3 separate regions of the Mus musculus genome follow, and all the other regions are linked to region 2. Evidence: chromatin contacts called from public HiChIP or PLAC-seq data. All regions are on one chromosome and are shown on one strand. The core of a region is the stretch at or near the end of the contact, and the rest is flanking DNA. Distances in the headings are between cores, read along the strand shown. Region 1 has its middle 13 kb from the start of Serp2. Region 2 has its middle 20 kb from the start of Gm52138. Region 3 overlaps Gm30246 (a long non-coding RNA gene).

What was found. HiChIP or PLAC-seq counts read pairs in DNA pulled down with a chosen protein or histone mark.
Region 1: an HNF4G HiChIP or PLAC-seq map of pancreatic cancer cells shows a contact between it and region 2. The contact joins two enhancer-like sites. A contact is called at or near these places in 1 of 115 datasets of contacts at active chromatin or transcription factors (pancreatic cancer cells) and 1 of 9 other capture datasets (pancreatic islet).
Region 3: a FOXA1 HiChIP or PLAC-seq map of pancreatic cancer cells shows a contact between it and region 2. The contact joins two enhancer-like sites.

Annotation. Positions count from the first base shown.
Region 1 is chr14:76,568,136-76,570,835 of GRCm38.p6, forward strand. No RefSeq gene overlaps it. Among named protein-coding and RNA genes, the nearest start is that of Serp2, 13 kb to the left of the region's middle. Within about 2 kb of position 1,271, at least 109 of the 459 cell types and tissues checked have an H3K27ac peak or open chromatin away from gene starts, as enhancers often do. A contact at or near this core is called in pancreatic cancer cells, where this site is marked.
Region 2 is chr14:75,869,533-75,872,232 of GRCm38.p6, forward strand. No RefSeq gene overlaps it. Among named protein-coding and RNA genes, the nearest start is that of Gm52138, 20 kb to the right of the region's middle. Within about 2 kb of position 1,344, at least 21 of the 459 cell types and tissues checked have an H3K27ac peak or open chromatin away from gene starts, as enhancers often do. A contact at or near this core is called in pancreatic cancer cells, where this site is marked.
Region 3 is chr14:76,785,670-76,788,369 of GRCm38.p6, forward strand. All of the region lies in intron 1 of Gm30246 (a long non-coding RNA gene), which reads left to right. Among named protein-coding and RNA genes, the nearest start is that of Gm30246, 6.3 kb to the left of the region's middle. Within about 2 kb of position 1,407, at least 90 of the 459 cell types and tissues checked have an H3K27ac peak or open chromatin away from gene starts, as enhancers often do. A contact at or near this core is called in pancreatic cancer cells, where this site is marked.

The sequences.
Region 1 (2,700 bases), core at 21-2,520, 700 kb after region 2:
CGGTGCCTGTAACAAGAGAGATGGTTTTCAGATGTAAGAACAAGGCTCAATGAATTTGAGAATGTGTGTTTGTAGTGGGGCACTCATTTTCTGCTGAGCTCTCTTTCTGATACTATATGGAGCACATAGTTAAATTTCATGTAGCACAGTTAATTATAATCCTCTTGTAAAAGTCATAAAGAGAATTTGGCAGCTAAAGGAACAAAATATATAAGGAAGAAAATATGACAGATACTAGTAAGTTTTTTGTTTTGTTTTTATCCTTTGGAGGTGTGACAAATACGTTTTTTAAAGATGGGTTTCAGGCAGCATCAGCGTTACTGGATTAATGTCCTTCTGGCCTCTGGGGCTCGCTCCCTTTGCATTTTATCTCTTTGCCTCAGGACTTGGGATTTTGTGAGAGTGTCATATTAGTTGGTTGATAGTTCCATGAGGTTTTTTCTCTTTCTCTGGTCATGGCTCTTGCGGTGCACAGGATTCGGTGGACACTTCAAAGACTTAGGCGTTCAGGCACACAGGCTTCGAGTTGACAGTTGTCCTGTGTTAAGGGTAGAATGGTCTAAATCCATGGCCAACGATTTGGCTCCAGGTTATGGGAGGAAGCTGGGCTTCTGCTGTAGCTCCCGAAAGGGAGGAGTCAGCCGACAAGAGAACATCTGGCTCACTCTGCAGCTGTTCGTATGAACACGGGATCATCTATAGCCAGCCACTCCTGATATTTTGTCTTTCTTTTTCTCTTTTCCTCTTTCTCTCTTTCTCTTTTCATCTCTCTCTCTCTCTCTTTCTTTTTCTTTTTTCTTTTTGAGACAGGGTTTCTCTGTGCATCCCTGGCTGTCCTGGAACTGGATGTATAGAGCAGGCAGGCCTTGAACTCACAGACGCCCACCTAGCTCTGACTCCCGAGTGCTGACATTAAAGCCACCACAGTTGCTTTGCACCTGATATTTTCTAAGGCTTTGGATGCCCTGATTCCCAAGCATCTAGGAGGAGCTCCTGGGAACCCATACACCATCTAGGTCTGTTGTCTTCCAGTGGTCAGGAGCGCAAGAGACCTGTGTTTCTTCCGATTTCTTCATCCCTCCTAGAATGTTGTACCTGGGTAGCCTGGGACCCGCTCAGTCATATGACCTCTGTGATTCCTTCATCCTGGACTTTCTGCTCAGCTCCACTGGGAAGTAGAGAGGTGTTGTATTGGCGCTGGTACTAAAGTCACCCTTCTCAGCTCCCCTGCCTCTGTCTGGGTAACCCATGGTTTTCCGGCCTCAAACCACAATCTAATCAGCATCCGACAGAGTTTAATGCCACTCAGCTTTCTCCGTGACAGCTCAAGGCTGAGGAACCATAACTCCCATTCTTGTTTTTTCACCTACTCCCTTAACTCCGACTCCACCCCGTGTGAACTCCTTCTGATAAATGGTACCGTTCGCTTTCTCCTTCCCTAGCCTGTTGAGATCTGGAAACAATTGGCTTGTCTGACACTTCCTCCCACAGCTCAACTTGTCCAAATCCACCGTGGTCTCTTGTGCTTCCCTGGCTGTTTGTTTTAATTCCAAAATGGGCCTTGACCTCCTCCTCCTCCCCCTCCATCCTGTGTGCTCTGTTTGCTTTACATGGGTGTGTGCCAATATAAAATAAGAAAATGTCAAGTTAGAGCTCTAAATAGTTGTGGGGGCTGGGGGGAGGAAAGATCCAAGAGGGCAGACAAGGAGGACTGAGTCTCTTGGAAACTTTGGCCTAACAGAGCCTTGCTAGCCAAAGACCCAGGCCAGATGTCTGCAGAGCTATGGTCTAAATGGGCCTTGTATCCATAGTAACCTGTTTTTATGACATATAACCCCTCCCCCGATGACCACAAGTTCTTTAACAATCTTTTCCTTTAAGATTTAAAAAAAAAATCTTTATTTTGTTTTCTGGTAATATAGAGTTTAATTATTTCCAAATGTACAATTTGACATTAAGTACATTCATACAAAACAAGACACAGTTGTACACTAAAAACATACGTTCATCATCATGTAACAATCCCAGTGAAAACTCTGAAAACAAACAAACAAAACAAACAAACAAACAAAACAAACAAACAGAAACTTCTCTCTGTCCCTCTCGGTAGCTTCTCTTTTATTTTTCTCTATGGGGATGTGTGTTCTGGGGTCTGAGGCTCAGTTTGAAAGTTTGGTTTCTTTAGCCTGGAAAAGGACTTCCCAGAAGCCTTATGTGTGACTCTAGGATTCTGGATAACCCCATGGATGGTAGGACCGATCCTTGAACAATCAGACCCAGCCGTGATTCACCTGAGTTACTCATTCTGCTTCTAGCAAACAGCTTACATCATCTCCATGCCCCGCCCTCCGGAAGCTTTTCTTCTTTCTCATTTGTGATGTTTTCCACAGTTTACTAAAGACTGCTTAAGAAGGTACCAGTTACCCTGCGTATGACTTCCATTCCACGTCATTTTGGTTTGTTTTTTAAACATTTGAGACAAGCTCCTGTGTTGGCCAGGGTGCCCTGGAACTTGCCTCGCTGCCTCCTGAGTGTCTAGCTCAGTATGTCTAGCTGTACACAGCCACATCTGGATAGTTGGTTTGTGAGACAAATCCTCTTTACTCTTAATTTTAAAGATAAATCTACATGTGAAATCGATCAGTTTTATTTTTTATTTATTTTTTTTTATTTTCTCTTTTGCAATTTCCAAATAAAATA
Region 2 (2,700 bases), core at 94-2,593:
AGAAGTGTCGTTTTTATTTAGCTTGTTTTTTTTTTTTGAGGCTGGATCTCACATATCCCAGGCTTACTTCAAACCTTAGCCAAGAAGGACATGGAACTTCTTATTCTCCTGTCTTCACCTCTCATCAGGTGTTGGGATTACAGGCATGTGCCACTAGGCCAGGTTTATGGCCCTTAAGAGATCAGACTTAGAGTTTTGTGCCTCCTAGCAAGCACTGTACCAGTGACCTACATCCTACAACCCGGGAGATGTTATTTACAAATTAAAACATACAAGATACAGTTTGAAATAGTCAGCATTTGATAATTCAATTTTATTTTTATGTTCAGTGAATACTGAACTGGTCTGTCAAATGCCCTTTCAAATCTCTCAACACCATCCATCTCTCCTCTCTGCCCCGACTGGACTATGGACTACACATGAACATGGGAACCGTGATCTTTACCCAGTTTTGACTTTCGACTCTTGGACCCAAACATTTTACCTCCCTATTCAAAAACCTGCAAAACGTTGTCTTGGCTTTGAAAATCCTTCTGCTCTGTTTGCTTTTTAAAGCTGTTTGGGGGGACACCGCAGCTGTGCTGGGCACTGTGTACTGAGCAGACTCACGTTAGGATTGGCCACTCAGGCCTGGCCTGGGCTCGCTTGAGGCAAGTCCGCACCGTTGAGAGGGCTATCAACACAATGAAACGGAGGCACCCTTACTCACTTGGTCCCTGGAGCAGCTGCCTAAAGATTGTCTCACCGCAGCAGTCCCCACCCAACAGAAAAACGCTGCGCTAGATCTTACAATTTAGGCTCACTGAGGCTGTGTGTGTGTGTGTGTGTGTGTGTGTGTGTGTGTGTATGTGTGTGTGTGCTGACACCTTTAATCCAGGCACTAGGGAGGCAGAGGCAAGCAGATCTTTGTGAGTTCCAGGGCAGCTAGGGCTACATAGTGAGAAACCCTGTCTCAGGAAAGAAAGAAAATTCCTAAGAGGAACTAGATTTGAGGTTTTACAAGTTAACACAAGTCAAAAACAACCAGCATTATGTTATATACACTTTAATTTTTTTTTTCACACCAAGTGTTCAACTTGGCTTTTAAAAGCTGTAAGAAACATTTACTTTCCATTTAAATAACAACTTAAAATACTAGGGGTCTACAGCAGTGAAGCCGGATTCCTAGTTGTAGTAAACTGCAGTCACCAGCGCGCACACGCGTGCACACACACACACACACACACACCATTTTCCAGAATATTTTTCTTGCTCCCTGGCCATTTTGCCTCTGAGTGAACATTTTATCTTTGAGTGGCTGCCTCTCTCCAAACCATCTTAAAAGGTCCGGAGAAATAGCAGTTCCCACTAGAGGGCTCCCTCATCCTCCTCAGCCAGCAACCCTCTCCACACCCCGCACGCTCGGCCCCCTCCCCTCCCCTCCCCTCCCCTCCCCTCCCCTCTCCTCCCCCCCCTCCCCTCCCCTTCGCTCCCCTCCCCTCCCCTCCCATTCCCCCCACCCCCACCCCCCGCACCGCAGCCCCCACTTTTCCCCTCCCTCGCTCCTCTCCTCGCTCCCCCCCCCCCCCCCCCCCCCCGCCTCATCGGAGTTTTGTTGAGCTGGTCTTGGTCTTCCACTTAGCTGCGTTCGGATTTTAATGACTAATCCGGGGGCTTCTTCAATTTCAATTAAGACAGGCTATTTTAGCAGATGAACTAATTGCCTCCATACAGTTCTTTCCACTCTAATCTCCACAAGGGATGGACAGCTGTCACTTAAAAGCACTGGTAAATTCTGTCCTTAGGCCAGGGAAGCCTGCAATCTGGATTGGCTGCAGGGCTTCAAAGCCAGCTGCTCTGGGTACAGTGGAGGACAAGTGGCCTGGAAGAAGGGCATGGCAACCCAGTTCCCGGGGACTGTGTCCTGAGGGCAGTGAGGCACAATACCATCAGCTCTTCCAGCTTTTCTAGAAAATCCAAGAATCTTGTGGTCCTTCCTAGGCCAAATGTTTGTGTTCGTTTTACAAAAGAACATTATTATCTGTCATTAGTAATTGCTGTATCTTTTGTTTGTTTGTTTGTTTGTTTGTTTTTTCGAGACAGGGTTTCTCTGTACAGCCCTGGCTGTCCTGGAACTCACTTTGTAGACCAGGCTGGCCTTGAACTTAGAAATCCACCTGCCTCTGCCTCCCGAGTGCTAGGATTAAAGGCGAGCGCCACCATGCCCAGCAGTATCTTTTTATTTTGATTTCCTCTCTGACAGAGTGACATTCTCCATCTGGGAGTGGGTGGCACCAAGTAGCTACAGTTCTAGAATCCAAATAAAGAGCATTTGAGTTGGGGTACATTGTGTTTGTGTTTAACTTATTATTTTTTTATTCCCATCTGTATGTGTATGAGCTCATTGTGTGTAGGTGCCCTCAGAGGCCAGAAGAGGGCGCCTGAATCCGTAGCGCCACAAGCCACCCTGACATGGGTGCTGGAAACCCAGATCTGGTCCTCTGCAAGAATGACAAGTACTAGCTGGGCAGTGGTGGCGCATGCCTTTAATCCCAGGACTTGGGAGGCAGAGGCAGGCAGATTTCTGAGTTCAAGGCCAGCTTGGTTTACAGAGTGAGTCCCAGGACAGCCAGGGCTATACAGAGAAACCCTGTTTTTTTTGTTTGTTTGTTTGTTTGTTTTTTGTTTTTAAATAATTAAATAACCAGCACTGTTAACTGC
Region 3 (2,700 bases), core at 157-2,656, 920 kb after region 2:
GTCTTCTCTGGAGTGTCTCATATTCTTTAACCATACTTTTGAGGTGTTTAGGGCCCACCCAGGTCACTCCAAGTGATCGCTTTATCTAGAGATCCTTAATAGTCAAATGCTCAGAAATTCTACTGTATAAACCAACAGTCACAGGTTCTAGAGCTTTCCAAACGATTCCTTAGAGGGCATCACTCAGTCTACCATGACCCCTTATGAGGTGACAGACAATCCTGGTTTTCCAGGAATACCTTTCTTTTCTAGTTACAAAAGAGAAAGCAAAGGCAAACAACTATGGTTCCATTTACTAGGCTGCGAGAGGCAGAGGGAGGATTCAGCAACTTTCCTTGTTTTTTAGAGCATTTTGCAAAAAACCAATCTGGTTAATCAAGAATTATGTTGATGAGGACACTCGTGAGTTAAGATTTTCTACATAATTACATACCACCCCCCCCCCCATGAATCTACCTGTGGAGGGTGAAATGGGTATAATATAAGGCCTCCCCCTTGGCTAAGAGGAATATAAAATCTCTAGGTAGTGTGTTAGTCTACGTTTAGTTGCAATACCCAAATACCCGATGCCAGATCATTTGTAAAGAAGAAGGGTGTATTTAGCTCACAGTTCTGGAGTCCCAAGAGCATGGCAGCAGTCTCTGCTTGGCTATGGTGAGGTGCCCATTGTGTATGGCATCCTGATGGTGGGAACACGTGGCAAATGGGGGGCCAGACAGCAGGGAGGGGCTGGTCTGACTCACTACAACCACTCTCTCCAGAACTATCTGGAGTCTCAGGAGGCATTAATCCCTTCTGGTGGCAATGTCCCCAGGAATCTAATCTCCACCCTTATGACTCACCTCTTAAAGGTTCCATTATTCTCCAATATCACCGTACTGAGTCCCAGGATCCCAGTATATGAGCTGGCAAGGGACAAGCTATGTCAAATAATAGCGGATAGGAAACCGAATATTTCCTTAGAGAGAAAAGACAGCACAGTAAATCATTTGTCCAAGGGTGCCATAAAAGGTAATGAAGATGACAATTCTGGGGACCCTCCTGTCCATGGGGTAGGTAGACAGGAACAGCAACTCCCCAAGTGCTTTCAATAGGATGGACATGAGTGGCTGTGCTATCCTGGACCAGGGTCAGTGGAGTTGCCCGCTAACTAATAAAGATTTTAGTCCATGTTAACTAAAGCTATAGCTTTAGTTATTTCTCCTTTTAAAAAGACTTCACACAGAGATACGCCCATGTATCCGAGTCTCCGTTCTAATTCAGGATCAAGAAAATATAGTCCTGTGTTACCTTTGAAGTTTTCAGCCTTCATCTTGAGAAAAGTTTTTCCTTAGATCCTAGGTCCTCCCCAGACAGAGAAGGCAGTGTGACTAAGAGCCTGGTGACATCAAGCTGAGACGCAGCATGTCCCCTGTCCCGCACTCTGTGCTATGTCCTAATTCTCTTGCCTCTCTCATGTGCTCATGTGTGGCTAGGTAGGAAAGTGTGTTTGAGGACTGAATAGTGGACTTGGAAGGATGGCACAGTAGTTAAGAGAACTTCCTGCTCTTGTAGGGGACAGGGTTCAGTTCCCAGCACCCACACCTGGTGGCCCACAACTCCCTATAACTCTAGTTTTAGGGGACCTGACACCTTCCTCTTGCCTCCTCTCACACCTACATGTGTGTGGTGCACATAATCTCTCATAGGCACATAGGCATGCACAGGAATCAAACTCAGGGAGTCCTAGTCCTTGGGTTCCCAGATGGCACCCTATTGTTGGAGCTCCAGTAAGCAGGGAACCAGCAGTTCCCCAATGCTGCCTGAGTAGTTTGAAAGGACTAGAGAAATTCATTTCAGAAATGTGAAAGTATAAAACCTGTCTGTATTCTCGCCCAATTTTCTCGTATCTCTGTCTCCCTCACCTAAAGCTGCTCCCATCTCAGAACTAAAAATTATTCATTAACTGAGATCCGTGAAAGGCTCAGTATGAATAACCGAATATGGTAGAATTTTGGACGCTGTGACAGGAAACAGGAAGCTCAATGCGGGGGCTGTGGGGTCTGTCCTTAAGCTTTGGGGCACTTGCCCAATGACTCAGAGACCACACCTGCCCACTCAGCCTACCCACAAGGCCACTGCTGGGTATGACCAGCTCTGCCGGGCCCATGCCAGCCTGCACATACTTCTTCCTCGGCTGGCAGCTACAGGCCAAGGAGGGTATCTCAGAACCAATGTTTCCTGGCTGAAGGCCAATCTTGATCTAGTGCCTAGGAGGTGCAGAAAGGCAGGGACAAAACATAAAACAATCCAGCTTAGGGGCTGGAGGAATGGCTCAATGCTTAAGAGCCTTTCTTGCTTTGGCAGAGGACCTGGGGTCAGTTGCCAGCACCTATTTTAGCCTCAGGGATCACTTTCTTCTGGATTCTGAGTATGCACAGGTTCGAGTGTGTGCACTCCCACACATACACAGGATGAAAAAATAAAAACAGTGTCTTAAATGAGCCAGCATGAGCAGGTGTCACTCTGCGGATTCAGACTCCATCCCATCTCCTGTAAGGGAAGTATCCCTTTATTCCCATTCAATAACGAGTTATTGAGGGGCAAGTTGGCTCTGCAGGAAAAGGAGCTGGCCACCAAATCTGACAACATGAGTTCAATCCCCAGGATCCACATGGTAGAAGCAAACTCCTTCTGTCTGGCTTCCACATGTGGTTATGG